2 separate regions of the Mus musculus genome follow, and region 2 is linked to region 1. A link is a contact called in public Micro-C data. All regions are on one chromosome and are shown on one strand. Each heading gives the region's core, a stretch centred on a gene start, on an enhancer-like site or on the middle of the called end of the contact. The rest is flanking DNA. Distances are from core to core; before and after follow the strand shown.

What was found. Hi-C and Micro-C count contacts between places; a contact is called where the count stands out from the background.
Region 2: a contact with region 1 is called in a Micro-C map of macrophages, with 5 times the contacts expected there. The contact joins two enhancer-like sites. A contact is called at or near these places in 2 of 484 Hi-C or Micro-C datasets (the 3T3-L1 cell line and macrophages) and 1 of 115 datasets of contacts at active chromatin or transcription factors (bone marrow-derived dendritic cells).

What each region holds. Positions count from the first base shown.
Region 1 is chr12:35,291,911-35,299,072 of GRCm38.p6, reverse strand. No RefSeq gene overlaps it. Among named protein-coding and RNA genes, the nearest start is that of Mir680-3, 100 kb to the right of the region's middle. Within about 2 kb of position 4,327, at least 87 of the 459 cell types and tissues checked have an H3K27ac peak or open chromatin away from gene starts, as enhancers often do. A contact at or near this core is called in macrophages, where this site is marked.
Region 2 is chr12:35,458,989-35,466,150 of GRCm38.p6, reverse strand. No RefSeq gene overlaps it. Among named protein-coding and RNA genes, the nearest start is that of Gm26071, 21 kb to the right of the region's middle. Within about 2 kb of position 3,285, at least 16 of the 459 cell types and tissues checked have an H3K27ac peak or open chromatin away from gene starts, as enhancers often do. A contact at or near this core is called in macrophages, where this site is marked.

The sequences.
Region 1 (7,162 bases), core at 3,078-5,577:
TGGCCTTGAACTTTAAAGGCAGTTTAACGTTTCTTGGTCTCAAGCGTGCTACAATACGTAGAGGTCAGAGGACAGCTGTCTGGAGTTGGCTCTTCCCTCACACTATGTAATAATTTTAATAATAATAATAATAGGCTGAAGAGACAGCTAAGGGGTTAAAAGCACTTCCTGCTTTTGCAGAAGACTGTAATTCACGTGGTAGTTCACTATTTATAACTGTAGTTTCAGAGAATCCGCCACCATTTCTGCCTTCTGGGAGCACCAAACCCTCATGTGAGTCACATTCATATATACAGGTGAAGCAAATAACTGATTTATTAAGCAATGGAAACATAACATTAATTATAAAAATATAGCTATATTCATTTTTAAAGAAAAAATACACATGCATTTCTTAAACAGCAAAGTAACTTTTGTTTTCAACAAATTTCAAGTTCAGCAACATATTCTGGCTTAGTAACCTGGCCAGAATTTCATAGTACAAGCTGTGACCAAAAGCTGCAATGGCCTCTAGATAAAACAAAGTATGTGAGCCAGGAACTTGACACTAGAATTTCAACAACTTGGTTGTGCTGGATCTAAAGAAAGAGAGTAACACTATCTTGAGATATGCTGTGCAGTGGGTTCTACCCTGGGCTCTTAACGATGCCGCTCTCTCTCCATCTGACAGAGTGAATTTGGGATTGGTAAGGGTATATGTAAGTTCTTCTTGCTGGACATGGCCAAGACTTGAGGCTCCATCCTTTAAGCTGTAAACAACAGGCATCAGGTATCACAGACCTCAGCTAATAACTTCTATCCCTAAAGCTCTCTAAGTGGTGGAAATGAAGTTAGGATCCCATGGCTGCTGCTTGTGTCTTCTATGCCTCCCTACTGGAGCTCATGTGAACTTAGCTAAAGCTAAAATATAATTTCAGATAAACTGGGCATTGTGAGTGAAAGGCCTTTAGTAATCACAAAGACAGGACTTTTATTCCCATATTAATATTAAAACACCTTCTAGAAAAAACAGCTTGAGAACATTAATTAAAGCTTCCAAGGGCTCATTTACTTTCACAAATTATCTTCTTAAGAGTAAAAGCTGAAATAAAAAAAAAAAGAAAGAAAGAAAGAAAGAGAGAAAGAAAGAAAGAAAAAGTAAAAGCTGTTTTTCCCCCTCTAGGACAACCTAAGTAAAAGACTGTATGAAAATTTTACCAAAAATATTCAATAGGTTGTTGTTTACAATAGGGGACAATCTAAACTCCCAACAAGAGACTAGCGGGGAGTAGGTTGCTATTTAGCCCAAACTTACAAAGAGTCTATAAGTCAACAGTAGGGCTCTCTGTTAAGGTCTCTTGGTTTAAATTGACTGGGAGCCATTTCTGCTTGGTTAGTGACATTTTCTAATAGTAGTGAGCCTCTCATGAAGTGATTCGCTCTCATCATCGTGGACACCGCATGGTGGGAAGTAGCACCTCTAGCTTCTACAAAGTAGATGCTCCAGGCAAAATCATTTTCACATTATTAAATGTTGACCTGTTGAGAACATTGTCCGTGGTTGAAAAATCACTTTTAGCAAATATTGTCACCGAAAACGGTCCACAGTGAGCATAAGGATAAAACCAGAACTTACAATGAAGTAAGAAAAATATAGCTGCTTCCCTCCCCTGCCCTTCCCTCTCTTCTTCTCTCCTCCCCTCTGCTCCTTCCACCACATTCTCAACCCTTTTTATTAAAGAGGACTGGAAATATATTAATTAAAATGCTAATGGAAATCCTAGTAAAACCCTTTCTAGTCTTGTTTTTGCATATTTATTGTAAGGATCCAGAGAGTAGTACCCCGCATGGCATCACTAAGGGCTTGAGTTTCACAGCTCAAGTAGACCTGAGCCAATGAATCATCATTCTCTTCTATTAGATTCAGTGTATCTGGTTTTATGTAGAGGTCCTTTACCCACTTGGACTTGAACTTTGTACAAGGATATAAATGTGGATCAATTTGCATTCTTCTACATGCAGACAGCCAATTAGAACAGCATCATTTGTTGAAGATGCTTTCTTTTTTTTTCACTGTATAGTTTTGGCCATTTTTTTTTTTGGTCAAAGATCAAGTGTCCATAGGTGTGTGCATTTATTTCTGGGTCTTCAATTCTATTCTATTTATCAACCTGTCTGTCTCTGCACCAAACTATGTGGTTTTTTATCACTATTGCTCTGCAGTATAGCTTGAGATCATGGATGATGATTCCCCCAGAATTTCTTCTATGGTTAAGAACTGTTTTGGCTATCATGGGTTTTTTTGTTATTCCAAATGAAATTGAGAATTGCTCTTTCTATCTCTGTGAAGAATTGAGTCGTGATTTTGATGGGGATTGCATTGAATCTATAGATTGTTTTTGGTACTATGCCATTTTTATTATGTTAATCCTACCAATCCATGAGCACGGGAAATTTTTTTCATCTTCTGAGATATTCTTCAATTTCTTTCTTCAGGGGCTTAAAGTTCTTGTCATACAGATCTTCCACTTCCTTGGTTAGATTTACATCAAGATATTTTATATTATTTGTGATTATTTGAAGGGTGTTTTTCCCTTATTTCTTTCTCAGAGCATTTATCCTTTTTATAAAGGAAGACTACTGATTTGTTTTGACTTAATTTTATATCCAGCCACCTTGCTGTAGTTGTTTATCCACTGTAGAAATTCTCTGGCAAAATGTTTGAGGTGTCTTATGTATACGATCATAATATCAGCAAATAGTGATACCTTGACTTCTTTTCCAATTTGTATTCCCTTGATCTCCTTTTGTTGTCTTATCGTCCTAGCTAGAACTTCAAGTACTATAGATTGGAGCCTTGTCTTGTCCCTGATTTTTGTGGGATTGTTTCAAGATTCTCTCCATTTAATTTGATATTGGCTATTGGTTTGCTGTACATTGCTTTTATCATGTTTAGTATGGGCCTTAAATTCCTGATCTCTCCAATACTCTCAACATGAAGGGATATTGTATTTTGCCAAATGCTTTTTCAGCAAATATTGTGATGATCATGTGATTTTTTCTTTAAAAAAATATATATATAGGATTACATTGATGGATTTCTGTATATTGAACTAGCCTGTATCCCTCGGATGAAGCCTCCTTGATCATGGTAAGTGATCATTTTGATGTGTTCTGTGATTCAGTTTGTGAGAAATCTTTTGAGTATTATTTCATTGATGTTCATAACTGAAATTGTTCTGAAGTTCTCTTTCTTTGTTGGGTTTAGATATCAGAATAACAGTGGCTTCATAAAAATAATTAGTTAGTGTTCCTTCTGTTTCTATTTTGTGGAATAGTTTGAGGTGTATTGGTATTAGGTCTTCTTTGAAGGTCTGATAGACTTCTACACTAAAACCCTAAAATCATCTGGCCCTGGGTTTTTTGTTGTTTTGTTTTGTTTTGTTGTTTTTTTCAGCCTTTTAATGACTGCTTCTATTTTCTTAGAGGTTATAGGACTGTTTAGATAGTTATAAACATAAAAGAATAAAACTAAAGCTAAGAAGGATCAGTAAGAGTAATGGTTTATTTCATTATTATGTTAGCTGGCCATATGATAAAGCATTTAATATAGTGATGAACACAAAGGATGTCCCCCCACCATGTGCCAGGAGAGACAAAATCAAGCAATAAGCATTTCTGTATTACTTTCAACCTTCTAATTTTTCTTTTTTTTTCTTTTTGATTTTTTGATTTTGTTTTATTTTGGTTTGGTTTGGTATTTTTGGTTTTTTGAGACAGGGTTTCTTTGTCCTGGAACTCATTCTGTAGACCAGGCTGGCCTCAAACTCAGAAATCCTCCTGCCTCTGCCTCCCAAGTGCCGGGATTAAAGGCATGTGCCACCACTGCCCAGCCTAATTTTTCTTTATATTACTGGACAATGAGACTTTTTTTTTCTAACTAGGGACACTGCATGATACTTTCATGTTGTAGGGAGAGGGAAAGTCAGGCTAACTTGGGTATGCTATGTTCCCTTAGAGCAAATTAGAGCAAGGTCATGAGAGATAAACAGAGCCAAGCCTGGGAGCAGTTGTGCTTCACTGGGTTTTCTGTTCCTTAATTGGTTTGGAGTGCTGTGGTTCCTTTAAAATATGGGGGAGGTTATTCTACTGAGTGGTGAGTAACTCTGGCCATAGCTACAGGAACAAACAAAACAACAAAAAGCTTAGGGGAAAAAAAAACCCACAAGCACTCAGACTGAAAAAGTAACCAAGCCAAAAATGCCATTTGACTATTGCAAAATGATCGGGCACACACTGAAAGCCAAACATGCTTACAAGTTCAGCAAGCCCCAAATATGCCATGTCATTAGTGTCTTTCCTTCCAAGTATTCTGTCCACATACTCTGAGCTGTTTACCACAAAGAAAAGATGCATCACCTTGTTAAATCATTTCTAAAGCAGGAGGGGAGAAGGAAAAGAAAAAAAAGAAGGGGATAAGTGGGGTGAGGGGAGGGGCTGTGAGAGAGGACCAGGAAGAGGGCAGTGGTCTATGATTAGAGTATTAAAATGAATAAATTAATTAGTTAATGAAAAGGGAAAAGGTGGGAAAGGGAAGGAGTAAGGAAGGAAAAATTAGGAAAAAGGAAACAGGGGGTAGGGAAGGAGAAAGGGAACAAAGAGAATTACTGGAAAAAAATACAATAAAAAGTTTTCAAGTGACTTAATGTGAAATTTTCAAAAAACCTCCATGCTCCACCAGATAAATATTTCTGCATATTCTCAGAAATGGGTCACACTTCCCACATACTTAAAAACATCCTTTACAGTTAATCTATCAATAGCAACCCTACCAGACATTTTATCTTAAAATTTGTCTTGGGCCTGAAGACAGCGTGGTAGTAAAAACCTTGTACAGATCTCCATCAGCCAGGTGAAACAGCTTGGTGTGCTGAGACACTTGCCACCCTAGCCTAGGGAGGGGAAGCTGGAAAAGTCTCAAGATTCGCTGGCCAGCCAGACTAGCCAGTCTGTGAAGAGACCCTGCCTCAGACAATAAGGTAGAGAACAACTGAGCTTGACATTTTGATGCCAACCTCTGTCATCCACACATACACATGTAGGCACATACGTAGCATAGACATGTGTACAAACACACACATGTACACACACATACATATACAATTCTTTGTCCTTTCATTTTTATATGGCTTGTTCGGAAGGAACCAAGAAAGGAAACATAACAAAGCTATGTGAACACAAAGACTGTTTGTTGGACATTCTCCAAACCCAGCTGTAAACATCCACTCTTTGTTCGAATCCTTACAGCCACCTACCCAGTCACATGACAGCAGCATGACCAGCTTTGTCCACCAGAGCTCTTTGCATGGAAATGTACTAAATGTACTAAATGGACATACCAGCCACACTTCTTTCAATGACAAGAAACTGATCAAGTAGAAAATGTGGGAAAGTGGACATTCAGGCTAACTGTCTCCCTGTCTTTAATTGAAGCATTGTCTACTTCTCTGAATTAAACTGTCAGTTTAATTCAAGCTAGCTGAGCTGTTTATCATCCAGGAAAAAATCTAGTAGATGCTGAAGATATGCCAGATTACATTTCTACAGATCTTCTTTGTATGTTTAATCTTTTTTTTCTCCCTCCCTACTTCATGATACACACAGCTCTATGAATTGTGACTCTTATCAAGATGAGGTTTGGACTATCTTCTATCTTGCCTTTCATGTTGGTTACTTTTCGATATGGAATCTTTTCAATGTCAAATGTTGCTAGGTAACTATTTTCCTTGTTTTAATTCAGTTTTGGTAAAAACAAAAGTATATCTAAGTGGTTTAGTCTCAACTAGTATTGCTCTTCTTCCAAAATATGTATGTCCTACTTTTGTGTCAAGAGATACACGATGTGGCTTTCCAGACCTGCACAGAGCTACAGATGGTAGCAGAATTAGTTGTTTATAAATTTTACTGTTCATTGCCACAAACACATGGAACATAGATAATAAGTAATGAAATACTGTTTATAAAATAACTGAATGATTCAGAGAAGGAGATAGAAGGAGATAGATGATTCACATAGAAACAGAAAAAAAGAGGTTTCTCTGTAGAATTCCTTATATCTCTAATTAATATGGAGAAGTACGTGCCTTTAATCTCCAGGGAAATCCTGATGCTGTGAGCCAAACACAGTAGTAGGTTTCTGAAATTAACTGTTGTGATTGATGATCTGGGTATGACAGTGTGGACCGCTTTAAATTTCAGCTTACCAACAGAATAATCAAACTAGAAGTTAAGTTGAATGCTGACTTTATAAGGTCTTTTATGTTTAATTTAATTTGAAATGTTCTTTAGTTTGAAGATTTTTGTTATCTGATTTTATATATACTGCCAGAGTTGCTGCTTTGGGTAAAAATAAAAAATAATAATGGACCACTGTTCAAAGTAATGAGATTCAGAACAATTTTCTTCTGTTCAAGGCTAATTTTTTGGAGATTTCTGTAAGATTCCACCCAATTTTATGGCCACATTAAAGTCTCAGAAGACTCCCCATATTGTTCAGTGCTGCTGGAGTTCAGCTTTCAGAAGTGCCTACCGTGTTGGAGAGAGGGGTTAGGGGCAGCTTGAGAACTAAGCTGCTTTTGCTAGGGTCAGTGAAGGCTGGGAGGGGAATTCAGTGAATGGGGCCAGCATCCAGCTTCATAGAGAATCTTTTCTTCAGTTGAAATTGTGGACTGCAATCGATGGTTTGAAAGGAATGAAGTTGGTGTATCTCGCCGAAGAAGTTCTGTGGATACTTTTATTAGACAATAAGCTTTTGAAAGAGGAAGTAGGCCTTTCAGTGGCATGGCCTCTTGCAGAGATTTCGCTCATTTCCAGTAAGAAGTTCTCAGCAATGGACAATGCTTCAAAGTGAACAATCTCAGTATTTCAACACACCCGTGGTCGAGTAGGGAGGGCAGTGGAATGAGGATGAAAGCCTGTGCTATTCTGACCTTTCCCATGACCGTAATTGATGGATACAGTCCCCAAACCCTTTGCCAGGCTGCTGATATATTTAGAAAAGTGCCTGTGACTCACTGTACACATAATCTGGCAATGAATAAGGGGCAGTAGCTATGAAGGCCAATTCACTGCCCAAGGGTGTGGCTTTTCCATGTGTAGCACCTTCTGCAGGATGCACAGTTGT
Region 2 (7,162 bases), core at 2,036-4,535, 170 kb before region 1:
TAAGTTTAAGTGCACACACAGTTATTTGAACAGTTCAGAACATTTTCTAAGCAATCTAGAAAGCTAGCATAGATAATTTTTTCCCTCTCTCCAGAAAAATAAAGCTTTGCCCCAGAGCTCTCAATCTTGTCCAAAGAACCTGACTCTGTTCTCTAGGCCCATGCCCCACCGCAGTCCGTTCTGTTGTGCATCTTTGAAAATAAGAAAGCATTTCATTTCTAAGACTTGCACATCAGTCAGAAAATGAGGATGACCAGCAGGAGAATAATCAAGTACTCAGGGCTGCACATGGTAGGAGAGGCAACAGCAGAAGTGCTCTACTGAAAAGTAAGTTGACACTAAGGGAAAACCTGATCTGTAGCAGACCAATGATAATTTGGAGGTTCTACTAGAAGCATAAAGGCCTTGCTCCTTTTCCCAGAATCGAAAGAAAAAGAAATTGCTACTACTACCCCCTACCACCAACAGCAATGTCAGGTGCTAGCCACTACTTTGTAGAAGGACCCAAAATGATGCAGCTTCAGAACTCTGGATACTCCCATCCAAACCACACTGGCCTGTGAGTTGGAAGATGGTACAAGAAGAAACATGCAGTCTTCCACCCTTCCAAAACAATAACAAAATCACTGAAGCAAAAAACAAACAAACAAACAAACAAACAAACAAACCCAAATCAGGAGTTATTTTTCCTTTTGATTCCAGAAACTTACTCAAAAACGTTTGCAATGTGGCATCAAATGCAATTTCTGCCTGTAAATAAATACTGTAATTATTTGAACTATGTAAAGTGATCCAACTCACAGTTTTGAGTGACATGTTGGGGACATTCTCTAAGATGCCTCTGGGTCACAGCGGGCAGGAGCACATGAGGTTCTTCACTGTGCCTCACCTTGCAGCTGTCACTAGCAGGGACACTTTGGGAAAACTGCAAAGACATTTCAAAGATGGCTAAAGGAAGGCAGAAAATAAGAAGGAAAAAATGCACACTCTGGCTTCTTACCCCTTCCTCCATGGAAAACAAACTGCCAGGTCTCCTAATGCCAAATGAGTTTGTGTGTGTGTGTGTGTGTGTGTGTGTGTGTGTGTGTGTGTGTGTGTGTAGGGGGGTCTGTGTGCAGTCACTTGGACAGTCACCATGAGACTGCCAAGATGCACTTGAAATTGTGTGCTGCACACTTTAATATTCTCCCCTAGGTAGTTACTCATTCCCTGGATACATTTCCCACAAGGGAATGCCCATGACAGGTAAGATTATTAATTGTGTTTCTTTCAAGTTTGCCCATGTCACTTTGAAGCATCTGCAAGTATATGATGCTTTCTTTTCAAAATCTTTGTAAAGATTTACAGCTGAGTTTTGAAGCTTTTTGGTAAGAAAGAGAGATGGGCCATTGTCTTTAATCCATTCCATTTTGTCTTGAGAGTTACTGATGACACATTCACAATGATGGGTGATAGGAAATCTCTTTTGCTGTCAACATGTATGTAGGTGGACTTCTCCTGGATTCCTTGGTTTTGAAGACAGAAAGAAATGAGTGAATCTTACAACATAAGGCTTTCCCATTATTTTCAAAGGGTATGTAGAATAGCCTTAAGTAAAGTGGAAGTATTTGTCACATTTCTGGTCATATTTTGGATGTTCTTAAAAGACAACAATATAATTCCTGGTTTAAAAAAATCCACTAAATTTAAAGATATTTTAGTATATATTATCAGTAGATGTGTATTTTTTAAAAAATCCAAATATTCATTTTACAATCTTGAGTCCAAAGCTGTCACTATCATTTTACCTGTGGGTTCTAAAAAATACACAAGTCAAACAAATACTTTGAGCAGAGATTACCATCTATGCTTTAGATGGCTGACAACTTCTGTCCAAAACCTATCTTAGTCATTACTGGGACATCTGTATCTCATGTCACACTGTACAGCTCAGATCTCTTTTTCTCCCTCCCTCATTTCCTTCTCTGTTCCCTTGTTCCCTCTCTCCTACTGCATAATATACACAGGCACACACCAAACAACAGCCAAAACCCTGAGAAGCAAATAAGAATTTCTAAGTCTACACCATCTCAGCCAGTAAATGTGACACACCCCATGGTCAAATTTTCTGTCTCCCATATATGCAATATTTACGATGTGGGTCATTACCCCTTAAAGTAGACCTTAAGACCTTACCTAAAATGACAATCATTCCACTGCAATTATTCCATTTTTTAAAATGATTGGTTAAATACAAATCTGTGAGAAAAAAAATAAGTGCATCACTGTAAGGCACACCTCTCCTACTTACTGTTTAGAGAAAAAGAGAGCAATGCTTTTAAAATAAAAACATCATCAAACACTACGAGTCCATTATTTTGATCTTTCATGGGGGTTCAAGTAAAGCCAAGTAGAAAGGTTACTGAATTCTGCCTATCTTTAAAATGGGAAACAATCAGCAGTCCCAAGGCACACAGCAGCTTCCTTTCCAAGGCTGCTGATAGTGGAACCACACACACCCTTCCTGTTACCCCAGGTGCTAAAGAGATTAATGCTGAAAATATCTAAACACTTGGAAATCCTAAAGACATCCTCCCAGCTGGCTATAAAAAGACTGCTCCTCAGGCCTGCTGAGATATATCACATATTTCCCTCTTATTTTATTCCAAAATGAGAGAAAGTTTGTTGAGTTGGCTTCTTGTGTGCCTCACCCCCTACTCCTACCTTGCCACCAATACCTCAACTTTTTTCTCTTCTCTCTCACTATGTGTAACATTTTCCCACTTCTGTCTCTCATGAGTAGGTTGAGTAGTCAATGAGTTTATTTAATTTAACTTTTACCTAGATGTAAGGCACATCAATACTAATAGAAATGTCCCTCCCCTATGTTCTCCAGTCTGGCTAGAGTTGTGAGCAGCATAATGCTTGTTGTACAAAGTTCACGGTGGACTATTAGAATGTTATTTCTTCACCAACTGGAAAATAATAACTGCTATTCGTGTTTTGACTGTGGTGATAGAGCGACAAGAGTGCCACCATATGGCATCATGTCTGAAGTGGGCTCAGCTTTACTCCTATTCATGTCTCTATTCCTCACAGATGTATTATTGGTTTCTATATACATTATTGCTTTGAGTTTCCCTATTGCAATTCTAGTCACCTGAACTTTGTGATTATGAATGTTTAAGTATGCTGTTAAAATGAGGCTCTTTAAATGTTTGTTAGGAAGACCATAGCTGCGAAGGCAAAGCTAGGCTGAAGCCTTGAGCAAAAAGGAGTTTCAAAGTGACAAAGCACTTTCTAAACTTCCTTTTTCAGAGTTGAATGGGGCATCTTTTACGTCAGCAATTACCAAAGCTGTAGGCAGAATTACAGCTGATGATTAATTTATATAGGTCATTTTGTGGCCGTGTCTACTTTGTTTCACAGAGGCGTAAGGAAATCGGAATCTTGTGAGAGAATATGCTGAATGCTGACAAGATGAGAATTCATAACCGATGTGTCAGAAAAGAGCTTGGATAATGTTGCTTGGTAGGTCCTTTAAAGATGCTTAAACTGTTTAAACTTAGACGGTCATCAGAGCTCATCACACACGTGTGTGAGCATCAACTCTTTTAGCTGCCTGAGGCCAAGCACCTCATACAGATCAGGTGGCAGGAGAAGAGATGATGAAGGACAACACACACCGTGGAAGGAGCAATTCTCTAAGGACATACAGAATATGATGGAAAAGTCTGGGAATAAGGAGCAGAGGAGGACAGAGGAACTGGAAGTCTCCCTTTCACTCATCGGAGTTCCAGGCCAACTGCTGACTCCACGTCTTAATCTTCTAAGGCCGTGGTCATTGATATTGCTGCCTCAAGCTCAGGTGGGGAGCCACCTCATTCAAGCATCAGTTGAACACCTTTAGTCATACATTTTATTTCAAAAGGCATTAAACAATCAGAGGAAGAGAGGCAGTTCTCATAGGGATATTCAGAGGAGCACGAACTTGTCTGTTTCATTTTTCAAGTTAGTAAAGAAAATTGTATATTTTAGAAGTGCAGGGATGCATGTGCATGCGTGTGCGTGTGTGTGTGTGTGTGTGTGTGTGTGTGTGTGTGTGTGTGTGTGTGTGTGTGTGTGTGAGTGAACATGTGTGAGTGAATGCCTGTGTTCTCTCTCAGCAATTTTCAGGCACCCAATACAATATTGACTATAGTCAATATGCTGTACATTATAACTCAAAACCTCAAGCATTCTATATATCTGATAATTTCTACTTTCTGATTAATATCTTCCCAATATTGTCCCCTGGGAACAACCATTGTACTTTTTTCCCCCTTTCTTCCACCAGGGCTGCTGACTTCCCCCACCGCACATAGCATCATTATTGAGTCTCCGAGAGTTTCACAAAATGCATCCCAATCCCAATTCCTTCCATGTCTGCTCCCCTTGTGACTTCCTCCCATCAAAAAAAAAAAAAAAGGTAAAGATAATAAAAGGAAAAAAGAAAACAAACAAACAAAAAACCGAAGTCTACTTTATGTTGTCTATACACTCACCAAAGCATGGTCAAACTCCAAGTGGCCTGCCCCTTAAATAGAACGGAGTCCTTCCCCTTCCACACCTCTGCCAGAAGCCATCAGTTATAGAGAGTGACACTTTTTTAAGAGGTCTCTTGGGTGACTTCTTGCCTAGCATGTTATTTTGGGGGTTGGCGGGTTGGGGTGGGAATAGGGGTTGTCACAGACACCTTCCATGTCCCTCCCTCTCAACTGTGCATCTGTAGTCATCCACATCAAGCAAAAGTAGCTTACTTGCTCTTCACAATCATCAGGAGCATGGATCTTGACTTCCACAGGTTTCCTGGCAGCAATAAAGACCAGAAACACAGCCCCCTGCTACAGGGCCCACAGACAAGACCCTCAGAAACTGCCTGCATCATGAACATCAACATGGCCTAAGGTGACAGCACAGGCCAACAACATCAATATGGTCCCTGGTAGCAACACAGCTTATAGACCTTGATGTGGTTTCAGGTTGCAGCACAGACCATGAGCATCCTTGTGGCCTTCATTTTAAACTTGGACCTGGGCATTACCATAGTCTCAGGAGGCAGCACAGGCCACTCTGATCAATATGTCCACTGGTGGCACCATATCCCTAGACATCAACATTGCTTCAGGTGGCAACAAGTCAATAAACATCTGCATGACTTTTGGTGGTAACTCAGACTGCAAACATCAACACAGACTCTGACTGCAGTAGAACCTTAGACCCAGGCATGGCTTTCAGTGATAATATGGTAGCAGCACAAACAACAGACATCTGCATGGTCCTCAGTGATGACATATAACACAGAGATTATTCTGGCCCACAGCAGGACACAGCTGGGTGGAGTGCTGACAGACACAGGCCTGGCTGATTCGCCAGGCTGCTGCCCCTTCTACCACATGCCTAGCCCCCCATTGTCCTTTCTTAGTCTATGAATTCGTTCCTTTAGATTTCCCTGCAAGGTATCTTCTTCAGGACCTATAGATGAAGTGTTCTCAGTGAGCCTGTATCCTATCTCTGGAATACAATTCAAGTCGAATTTTGATCTGGTATTGTAGTTGGAAAGCTGTATAGGGGTTTTCACCCTTTAACATTGTGGCATGGCATTGCAATCTACAATGGCTGTAATAACAATACTGGGACCCATGTTGCCCACAGTCACAGGTTGGCAATGCCAGGTAGCACTTCCACCTCAGCCATTTCCTAAGATTGACTTTGATGTTGGCAGTGGAAGCAGAGACTAACCATGGCATCCAGCCCTTTATTCACTAGTAATTCTAAGCAAATGAATCAACTCTGAATCAGGGGTGCACTAATGATAATTATAAGCAATAGAAACTATCTAAGGTTGGGATGGTACTTTTTTTTTAGATTAGATCAATATCAGAACAGATTTGAAAGGGCAACTCGCTATTACAATAAATCAGGTTACTAAATATGTCTTTAACATCTCATTGGTAGAAAGAGAACCTAAAAATTTTCCTTGGTTTTGTAGTATTACTGGGTAGACATATTTAGAGTCAAAAGCACTCTAACACTAACACTTTGAGAGCTGATAATGACAAGCAAGAGTCACCCTAGTGCTGTGAATTCTAAGTTGATGTTTTGTTCATGAGTAGCCATGTATTGCATGGTACCAGGGTGACTCACGAAGCACATGGACAACAATGAAAAAAGTTCAGTGGTAAAATAAAGTTGATGAGTATTTACTTTACTTAGAAGTGATGATGTCAGGGGTGACCTTAACAACAGCAGATTCCATAAACCGCTCAGGGCAAAGCTTGGTGACAGGAAGGTGAAGAGGAGGCAGAGATTTCCTTTTCCGACAATATTGGCAGAGTAAATATCCTGAAACTCTATCATGCTATAAAGAACCTAAAAGTAGTAGATACAAAAAGAAAAAAAAATGGTTTTAGGGCATGTCTGAGTTGGAAAGAGAAGCTGTAATAGTCATAAACAGTATTTGGCTTCTTTAGAGAGAGAGAGAGAGAGAGAGAGAGAGAGAGAGAGAGAGAGAGAGAGAGAGAGAGAGAGAGAGAAGGGGGGCCATGATGTTGCTGTTGCATGGGGGAGGAAATGGAGAGGACCTTGGAGGAGTTGGGAGAGGGAAAAGCATGATCACAATACATTGTGTGGAAATTTTTTTTCCAGTTTTTTTTTTTTTTTAAATACAGAACTCTGGGAGGAGTCAGCTGAGAAAATGGTGAGCTTTGATATCCTCTGTTAGGTCCTGTGACTTATAGCTGCGATCTTGGCATAGGAAATGATAGTTCTGCAAATGGTACAAGCACTGGACATGCCTTCAGTGACAGCATGGACTAGAAAAATAACAGTATAATCTGTCTTGAATGAAGAATCAAACCAAGGATCTTGCTCCCAGGATCTCATCTAGCAGCCCTGGATGATGAGGTCCAGGTTGGTTTATTCTGAGAGTTAACTTGGCTGCACTGATGTGCACTCTCATAGCTGGTAAAGCATCATTTCTGCCTGTGTCTATGTGGTACTACTAGAGGAAACTGAGAAGTAAGTGTGTTTCGCTTTGCAGGTGTGGACTGGTGAGGTCCTAGATAGAATACAAAGGGAGAAGATAGGACAGTGAGCACCCTGTCCTCTCCCTGCATGTTACAGTTCTGCAGTTTCAGCTTTG